2 separate regions of the Rattus norvegicus genome follow, and region 1 is linked to region 2. A link is a contact called in public Hi-C data. All regions are on one chromosome and are shown on one strand. Each heading gives the region's core, a stretch centred on a gene start, on an enhancer-like site or on the middle of the called end of the contact. The rest is flanking DNA. Distances are from core to core; before and after follow the strand shown. Region 1 has its middle 38 kb from the start of Mir183. Region 2 overlaps Nrf1 (nuclear respiratory factor 1).

Region 1 (4,581 bases), core at 1,596-4,095, 88 kb after region 2:
GCCTCTGAGAGCCCTGGCTGCCCCGTTGAACATCAGGGTTCAGTTCCCAGCACCCACATGGTGACTCACAACTATCTGTATCTCTAGTTCCAGGGGAACTAACATTCCTTTGACTCCCCATGAGCACCAGGATTGCACACAGTGTACACACACACTCGGTGGCCAGCAGTCTTAGACAAAGAATATATACATGGGAAAACAGTTTTGTTTTGTTTTTTCCTTTTTTTCTTTATTAACTTGGGTATTTCTTATTTACATTTCGATTGTTATTCCCTTTCCCGATTTCCGGGCCAACATCCCCCTAACCCCTCCCCTTCCCCTTCAATATGGGTGTTCCCCTCCCCATCCTCCCCCCATTACCGCCCTCCCCCCAACAATCAGGTTCACTGGGGGTTCAGTCTTAGCAGGACCCAGGGCTTCCCCTTCCACTGGTGCTCTTACTAGGATATTCATTGCTACCTATGAGGTCAGAGTCCAGGGTCAGTCCATGTATAGTCTTTAGGTAGTGGCTTAGTCCCTGGAAGCTCTGGTTGGTTGGCATTGTTGTTCATATGGGGTCTCGAGCCCCTTCAAGCTCTTCCAGTCCTTTCTCTGATTCCTTCAACGGGGGTCCCGGGGAAAACAGTTTTAAAAAGATAAGTTTTGGGGCTGGGGATTTAGCTCAGTGGTAGAGCGCTTACCTAGGAAGCGCAAGGCCCTGGGTTCGGTCCCCAGCTCCGAAAAAAAAAAAAAAGAACCACAAAAAAAAAAAAAAAAAAAGAAGATAAGTTTTATAAATCAAATCGGTCAGGCCTTTTGTTTCTCTAGGTCAGTGGTGCCTTCCTTCAAATCGCTGGTATCGTCCAAGTGTCTCGTTAGGGATAGGGTTAGGGTTATTTATTCACAGTCACGCCTTTAATCTGCAATATTTCCTATAATGCCAGTCAGCTGTGCTAAGGTCTGCTTTCATTCCTGATTTTAGTAATTTGAGTTAGTTGTATTTTTTTTTTCCTTTTCTGTTTTTCGGAGCTGGGGACCGAACCTACGGCCTTGCGCTTCCTAGGCAAGCACTCTACCACTGAGCTAAATCCCCAACCCCAGTTAGTTGTATTTTTGTAAGAACTCGTTTTATTTTTATTTGCTTTTGTGTGTGTTTGTGCGCCTGTGTGCAGCTGCCCCTAGAGGTCGGAAGAGAGAGTCGGAGTCCCTCACGCTGGAGTTATAGTTCGCTGTGAGCCACCATGTGGGTGCTGGGAATCAAACCAGGGTCCTCCGAAAGATCAGCAAGTGCTCTTAGCCGCTGAGCCAGCTCCTGTTTTGTCTTGTTTTTTGTTTTGTTTTGTTTTGTTTTGTTTTGCTTTTTAACCCCCCCCCCCCCTTTTCCTTGAGCTCTTTTTGCTCGGTATGAAGAGACAGCGTTTAATTGGGGCTGGCTTACAGGTTCAGAGGTTCAGTCCATTATCATAGTAGGAAGCATGGCAGCATCCAGGCAAACATGGTGCTGGAGAGAGCTCAGAGTTGTACATCTTGATTCGAAGGCAACCAGGAGAGAGAAGGTCATCTTCAGGCAGCTAGCAGGAAGCTCTCTTCCACAATGGGTGGAACTTGAGTGCCCCCCCCCCACAGTGACGCACTTCCTTCAACAAGGCTATGTCTCTTAACAGTGCCACTCCCTATGGGCGGAGCATAGTCAAACCACCACCGTCAGTCTAGCTTAGCTAAACGTTTATGATCATTTCATGGAGCCAAGTTTGGGTGTGGATTCCTTTTTCTTCCCTCACGTCCCTTCTTTCTTTGTGTTGGGAATCGGACCCAGGGTCTTTCTTATACATGCCAGTTGAGTCCCAACCATAGTCTTTTTGTTTTTTTAAGATTTATTATTTTTATTTAAATAAGTACACTGTAACTGTCTTCAGATACACCAGAAGTGGGTGCTGGGGATTGAACTCAGGACCTCTGGAAGAGCAGTCAGTGCTCTTAACTGCTGAGCCAGCTCTCCAGCCCCCCCAACCACAGTCTTAATTATACTCATTCATGTATCCCATTTATTTCAGTGCTGGGGCTAAAGCCAGGGCCGTACATTTCCTAGGCAAATACTCTACCACTGAGCTACATGTCCAGCTTTTTCGGTAACCTGAGAAATGTCTTTTGGAAGTTCAGTGTGGTGGCACACTCCTTTAATCCCAGCACTTGGAAAACAGAGGTAGTTTGATCTTTGAGAGTTCTAAGTCAGTCGGGTCTACAGAACGAGTTTAGGGGTACACAGAGCAAAGTCTCTTTGGTTGTTCTTGTTTTGAGACAAGAGTTTTGCTTGTGGCCCAAACTGGTTTTGATAAAACTAATAATCCCCCTGTCTCGGCTTCCTGGGTATAACCTATGCCACCATGGCTGGGTATATATCTTCTTAAAGCTCAGCATAAGGACCTTCCTACCTGGCCCTTGTCAGTTTGTGTACTCTAATATAATGATAACAACAACATCATTATACAGGCTTTGCCTCAATAAGCCACAGTCCCTCATTTACATTTATGTATTCATTGTGGGGGGAGGGGTGTGTGCATGGCATGGCCTTGTGTGGAGGTCAGAGGTCAGCTTTCAGGAGCAGGTTCCTCTTCTCCCATCAAGGGGATTGAACTCAGGTCCCCAGGCTGGGGGCGAGTGCCCTTTAGAGACTGGGCTGAATCATAAGAGTGTCATCCAATTTCCCACCAAAACTAAGAGGCCCGGTCCTCAGGAACACGGGCTGCAAATGGCAGGAAGCTACGGAAAGCTGGCCGAAGGGCAGAGAAACTTCAGCTGTCCACCGGGGAGAGGCGGGGCAGCTTGCAGGCAGGCCCTTCTTGGCCACTGCCAACTGGGACCAAAGGCCCTTCTCTTCCCCCACTCTGCCATTCTCTGAACTCAGAGTAGAAAACCTCCTTGGGAGGGAGGGAGAGGGAACTCCCGGGATCCACATGGCAGGCAGAGAGAGTAGAGCAAACCGCATTGTGTCCCTGTCACCGGAGGGAACAGATGCTGGGCAGGCAGTGCAGCTATAGCCGGAGAGGTCTTCATTCCGGGGCTCCGTGTAAGTGAATTACTGGCAGGGGAACAACTTGTCCTGAGCCATGCGCTCCTTTCCAGGCCCTGCACCCCCTAGCCGCACAGTTGGCAGCAGTGCTGGGCCAGCCCCCTGTCCTTAGGGGTCCTCTGCTTGTTAGGGCCTGCCAGCTCACCCTGAGGTCCTCCAGGCAGGACAAAGGCCGCCTCCTTCAGGCCAGTCTGGAAATGACTGCTCTCAGTCCGGGTGTGGGCACTGTCGGCTCTAACCACACAACGCTACCTCCCCCCATCCCCCATTCCTTACTGTTAGCACGCCCGCCCGCCCGCCCGTGTGTAAATAAAGACCTTAGTGTTTTCAGGACTTTAAATTGTTCTCAACTCGGCATCTTTAGATAGTGTCTCACTCTATAGCCCAAGCAGGCCTGAAGAACATGCCGCTCAGGTTGGTCTGGAACTGGTGGCAATCCTCCTGCATCAGCCTCCCGAGTGTTGGGATTACAGGTGTGAACCACCAAGTTTGACAAAAACAATCACTTGTGGCTAGGGATGGAGGCACACATCGTGGGAAGCAGAGGCTGATGGATTTCTGAGGTTGAGGTTGGCCTGGTCTACAGAGTGAGTTCCAGGACGGCCAGGGATACACAGACCTGTCTCAAAACCCTCTTCCCCAGCCCAAATAAATAGCTGTGGGAATACTATAATCAACTCAAGGGGCATTCATGATGTTGGTTCGTTTTTTTTGTTTGTTTTGATTTTGTTTTTTTAAATATTTATTATATATGAGTATACTGTAACTGTCTTCAGACACACCAGAAGAGGGCATCAGATCTCATTACAGATGGTTGTGAGCCACCATCTGGTTGCTGGGATTTGAACTCAGGACCTCTGGAAGAGCAGTCAGTGCTCTTAACCATCTTCCCAGCCCCCTGATTATGGTTTTTTGAGACAGGTTTTCTGTGTAGCCCTGGCTGTTCTGGAACTCACTCTGTAGACCAGGCTAGCCTCCAATTCAGAAATCTGCCTGCCTCTGCCTCCCTAGTGTTGGGATTGCAGGTGTGTCCTACCCTGCCCAGCTACTTTGTTTCTTTTCAATGGTGAAGTCAGAGGACAAACTTGCCAGAGCTGATTCCCTCCTTCTACCCTGTGGGTCCCAGAGGTGAACGCAGGTCCTCAGACTCAGAAACAGATGCTTTTACCAACTGAGCCATGCTTTCAGACCTGACGATATACACTTATATTTACATGTTATTTATTTTTTTTTTTTTTGGTTCTTTTTTTTTTTCGGAGCTGGGGACCGAACCCAGGGCCTTGCGCTTCCTAGGCAAGCGCTCTACCACTGAGCTAAATCCCCAACCCCTATTTACATGTTATAATATGTATTATTAGGGGTTGGGGATTTAGCTCAGTGATAGAGCACTTGCCTAGCAAGCACAAGGCCCTGGGTTCGGTCCCCAGCTCTGAAAAAAAAAAAAAAGAAAAAATATGTATTATTATCCCTGAGTATATGTATGTATTCCACATGCATGTAGGAGTCGATGGAAGCCACAAGATAACCCGAGG
Region 2 (4,594 bases), core at 682-3,181:
ACTTTGGACCATCGGTTGGTTTTAGTCATGTTGAATGCATTAGACATCAGAGATTTGAATATCTGATGATGATGATGATAACTCTGCTGGACAAAGGAAAACAAGCACCGAAGTACAGAGACATCAAAGATGTGAGCTTAGAGTGAGGCACCAGCACGTGTGATGGGTTTGAAATTATACGACACATTCTCCTAGGTTTTTAATGAATATCAATCCTGCTGAATATAGACAGGTTCAATAGCAAGTAGGAGAACATGGAGCACGTTCTCCATCCGCACATTCCATGAACTCTCTGGACCCCTGTGCCAATCTCTGCTGTCCATACTGAACAATAAACTATTCCTGTCCCTAAGGGACCACACAGGGAGGGTGGGAAACCCATGGCAACCATTCATTGAGCAGCAGCAGGAAGGGAAGAGGGGACCAGGGTGCAGTGCAAGGGATCTGCTTCTGAGTGTTTTCAGAGGAGTAATGAGCCTGAGCTCAGACCAGAGGGAAGCAAGCAAATGCAAAGGATTCGGGGATGGCTACAGTGACCTGTTCTAACCAGACATAAGAGGGGCCACCATTTAAAGGGCCTGAGCACAGTGAGTTTCTCTCAGCAAGGCAGTAGGACTTCTTCTGAATAGCTACCTCTTGGGCTTAGCCTTCTCTTTGGAACATGGTAGCGTACAAGTGCACACACAGTTACACACAGGAAGGAGGGGTGACAGAGGCTCAAGCAACACGGCCAAGGAAAGCAGTGCTTAGAAGCAGGTGCTGCCAATCTGCCCTCTGCCTCCCGTCCAAACCCAACAAGTTTCTTTGTTTCTTTCCCCACCCCTTCCTCCATCCATCCTTCCCTGCCTCGTTCCCTCCCTGTCTCTCTTGACACAGTCTGGCTCTGTAGGCCAGGCTGGCTTGGGAATGGGAGGGACCCCAAGGGCTGAGACAGGCATGTGTTGCCGTACTTGTCTCAAGAAAGTATTTTCAGTGATTTCTCTTATGTGCTTCCAGAGCTGCTTGACATAGACACGCTCAAATTCAAATGGAAATTCAAATAGTCCCCCTTTTTGCACAGAGAATAGCATGCTGAAACTCTCCCTATACATTATAGGCCATGTTGTGTGCGTTCATTTGGCTAAGAACATAGTGATGTTATGTTTTGACTTTTGACTGTCCTTGTTCTTTCTGCCTCAGGTGGAACAAAATTGGGCCACATTACAGGGCGGTGAAATGACCATCCAGACGACGCAAGCATCAGAGGCCACCCAGGCAGTGGCATCACTGGCAGAGGCCGCAGTGGCCGCTTCTCAGGAGATGCAACAGGGAGCCACTGTCACCATGGCCCTTAACAGGTGGAGGCAGGGGTGGGGAAGAATGGGACTGCAGGACTGTCCTAAGAAAGCCACCGCATTCCTCCTCAGTCACAGCCGACAGGGATACAGCTCTGGCTCATAAGACACTGTCGACTGGGTTGTTGTCTTCAGTCCTGGGGACGGAGCTCCCTCGGGCTTCATGCATGTCAGGCAGACATTCCAATACTGAACTATGATACTTTGATTTCTAGCCAGCCCCCACCAAGAAAAATTAAACCCTTTCTTTGGAAGAATATCTAGAAAGGGCACACTGCAGAAAGAGAGAGAGGCCTTTTCCAAAGCAGCATACATGTTCCCTTCTGGCCACTTCCTACTGATTGTTGACAGGAAAGATCATCACCCTATTGTTCTTTTTTTTTGTTTTGTTTTGTTTTTTTTTTTTGTTTTTTGGTTCTTTTTTTCGGAGCTGGGGACCGAACCCAAGGAATTTTTATTAATCATTAAGAACAGAGACCTTAAAGTCACTCTGCCCCTGCACTTGCTGGCTGGCTGACCTTGAGTAAACTCGGTGCCCAGGCTTTCGGTAGACCGACTGTAATGCCTCTCCCTGCCTTGAGGAGGCATTGTAAGAACTGAAGACGTCACTGCGGGTGAGGCCTAGCGTGTGGTCAGGGCTGCTGCTGACCACTGTGTGCAGTCGGTCCTTAGGCTCACGTGGACCTTGACCTCTACGGCAGGCCAGCACTCTTCCTGTGAGAGCGGAGCAGGGTGGAGTGTTGCAGCACAGTCTCTGCTGTCAAACCCTCCTCGTACCTGGGGAGACTTAATTTCAGTGAACCACCTAACAGTTGTTAGCATGAACATTGTAGAAATCCAGAGAGAGGAATTCAAAAGTCAGGTAAAGTGTAGATTGGAGGGAACTTTTTTGTTGTTAAACTGCTTTTTTAAAAGTTTAGATTGGGGGGTTGGGGATTTAGCTCAGTGGTAGAGCGCTTGCCTAGGAAGCGCAAGGCCCTGGGTTCGGTCCCCAGCTCCGAAAAAAAAGAACCAAAAAAAAAAAAAAAAAGTTTAGATTGGTAGGGACAGGTGGCTGGAGAGCATAGATGCAGTGCTCTGTATGAGACTGTACAGTGTGTTGTTTGAGAAGGGGGTTCCAAGGTCACATAGATTTCTGGTTTGAATCCCAGCTAAACTCTTGGTTAGCCATGAACAGACTCAAAAACCCAGTAATACAATGTGGATGACATTCTTAGAGGCACCTGCTCATGTTAACACTCAGGGAATTAAGTCTGTCTTCCTCATTTCTTCTCTTCCTTCCACCCTTCCTTCATTTCTCCCTTTCCCTTCCTCCCTCCCTCTCTTAAGCCGCTTTCTTTCCAAGGAGTCTCACTCTATACCCTAGGTCGACATAGAACTCACTCTATATCCCACACTTGCCTTGAACGTGTGATGATCTTCTTGTCTTAAAGTCTCTTGAGTACTGGGAATGTAGGTGTGAGCCACCATGCTCATGGTATTTAAATTATACAGCAAAGGGCTAGGGACTAAGATCAATTGGGGAGGCTGACCTGTGTGAGGCCTCTATTAGAATTGATTATAGTGGGATATAACTATAAAACCAGATAGGACAAGGCATACCCGAGCCCAGGTCTGCTTAAAACCTTTGAAGCCATTGATTTTGAAGGAAGTCATGGCTACGACTGGTTGGTCAGACTCTTAAGACGGAGACACAGGCACGCATTCACTCTAGTCCTCTCAGATTTACTGTGTCCTGGGGCCACTGATGTGTGCTTTTCAGAATCGTGGAAATTTAACTGCTCTTAACAGGTTAGCGTTCTTCCACTCCTTCCTTCAAGGTACTCAGATGAGTTTCCTAAAGGCTCAGAGGGAAAACCCCCTGCCTTCAGCCTGGTGTCCCCTTACTGTTTCTTTGGGTCTAAAGTAATAAGTAGTAAGCCGTCACTAAAGGACAACAAAACCAGAACTTAGAACCGACACCTTGATTCCCAGTGAAGTGTAGTATCCTGGGACCCCTGCACATAGTGGAAAATCTGAGGCATATTCTGGTTCCCTTTGCTGTGAGGATAGAGTTTATTTCTAAAGGCAGTGAGCATAATGGTATCCCCTGAGGGCTTGTTAACAAAACTGAGATGCAGCTGCAGTGTTTACTCCAGAAAGGAGGGTGTGGGTCACTGTGGCTTGAAGGAGGAGAAGAGAGATGTTGAAATCTGTTTGCAATCAGATAGTCCAATGCCCCAGTGAGTCCTAGGGTGATGTCTTGCCACTTCCGCCAGAAGCCAAGCCTGGGAGCAAAGCTAGCTGAGACCCACAGGTGAATTGAACACTTCGTCGGAAGGGTTGGGTCTCAGACAACCCCGTACTGAGGAGTCATTGTACATGCGATATGGGGACCCCTTTGTCCCATCAAAATTCATTGTTGGAAGTCCTGTTACTGAGAACACTGTTACTGTGGTAACAAAATGATTCCATAATCTGCCCTAGTCTGTTTCACGTACAGATGGACCAAGCATGGTTCTCTAATAACCACCTGCACCTCTACTGCACCGTAAACAGCAGATGTGAGTGCAGAGTGAGGAAGGAAAAGCAGGCTGTGGGGAAAGGCAGGTGGGGCCTGAGGAGGCACAGGGCTCCTTCATCCACTAGAGGGGAGGGGGCAGCTGCAGGACAGACCTGCTTTTCAGCTATGCTGTAAGAGTTTTTCAGTCAGGACAGGATCCAGAGCTGCACAGCCGTAGCCCACCCTGGCTTCATAATAACCCAGAGGGGGTATCATGCAAGAGTTAACAGTAATAGAAACCGAAATGGGTGTTCATTTTAATGCATAAAATAAAATAAAGAATAAGCTGGCACTTTTAGAAAAGAGGCAGGAAGGGGAATCATGTGAACAAATAAGGAGGAGAACATCACACACAAAAACAAAACCCAAGCAAGCCAAGCAGCAGGGAGAGGAGGCAGTGCCAACACAGCCGATGAGTTTGACACTCGGCTTCATTGGCTGGGACCTTCTCTACTTACAGACCCTCCTGCAAAGATACGGCTCAAGTCCCCCAGGGCAGCCCTGCACAGAGCTGCATGGTAGAGGTCTGCACTGTCGTGCACTGGGCCTGTTTACCGCAGGAGGACCCTGCTGCACATTGTTTTGTCAGTATAGCATTTGTGTCTGCTGACCACACTGCTTCCCTCAGCATTGAGGGAGTTAGAGGCGCCCTCTTTAACTGGACGCTGCCTTAAAAAGAAGCAAAATGGAGCCTCATGGTGGATCCCCTTACTGCAGC

Evidence for each region. Hi-C and Micro-C count contacts between places; a contact is called where the count stands out from the background.
Region 1: a contact with region 2 is called in a Hi-C map of kidney, with 4 times the contacts expected there. The contact joins two enhancer-like sites. A contact is called at or near these places in 3 of 12 Hi-C or Micro-C datasets (Schwann cells, kidney and liver).

Annotation. Positions count from the first base shown.
Region 1 is chr4:59,791,991-59,796,571 of GRCr8, forward strand. No RefSeq gene overlaps it. Among named protein-coding and RNA genes, the nearest start is that of Mir183, 38 kb to the left of the region's middle. Within about 2 kb of position 2,846, at least 6 of the 93 cell types and tissues checked have an H3K27ac peak or open chromatin away from gene starts, as enhancers often do. A contact at or near this core is called in kidney, where this site is marked.
Region 2 is chr4:59,704,495-59,709,088 of GRCr8, forward strand. Nrf1 (nuclear respiratory factor 1) reads left to right here. Exons shown (of 12, transcript NM_001100708.1): 10 at 1,180-1,337. Among named protein-coding and RNA genes, the nearest start is that of Mir182, 46 kb to the right of the region's middle. Within about 2 kb of position 1,932, at least 3 of the 93 cell types and tissues checked have an H3K27ac peak or open chromatin away from gene starts, as enhancers often do. A contact at or near this core is called in kidney, where this site is marked.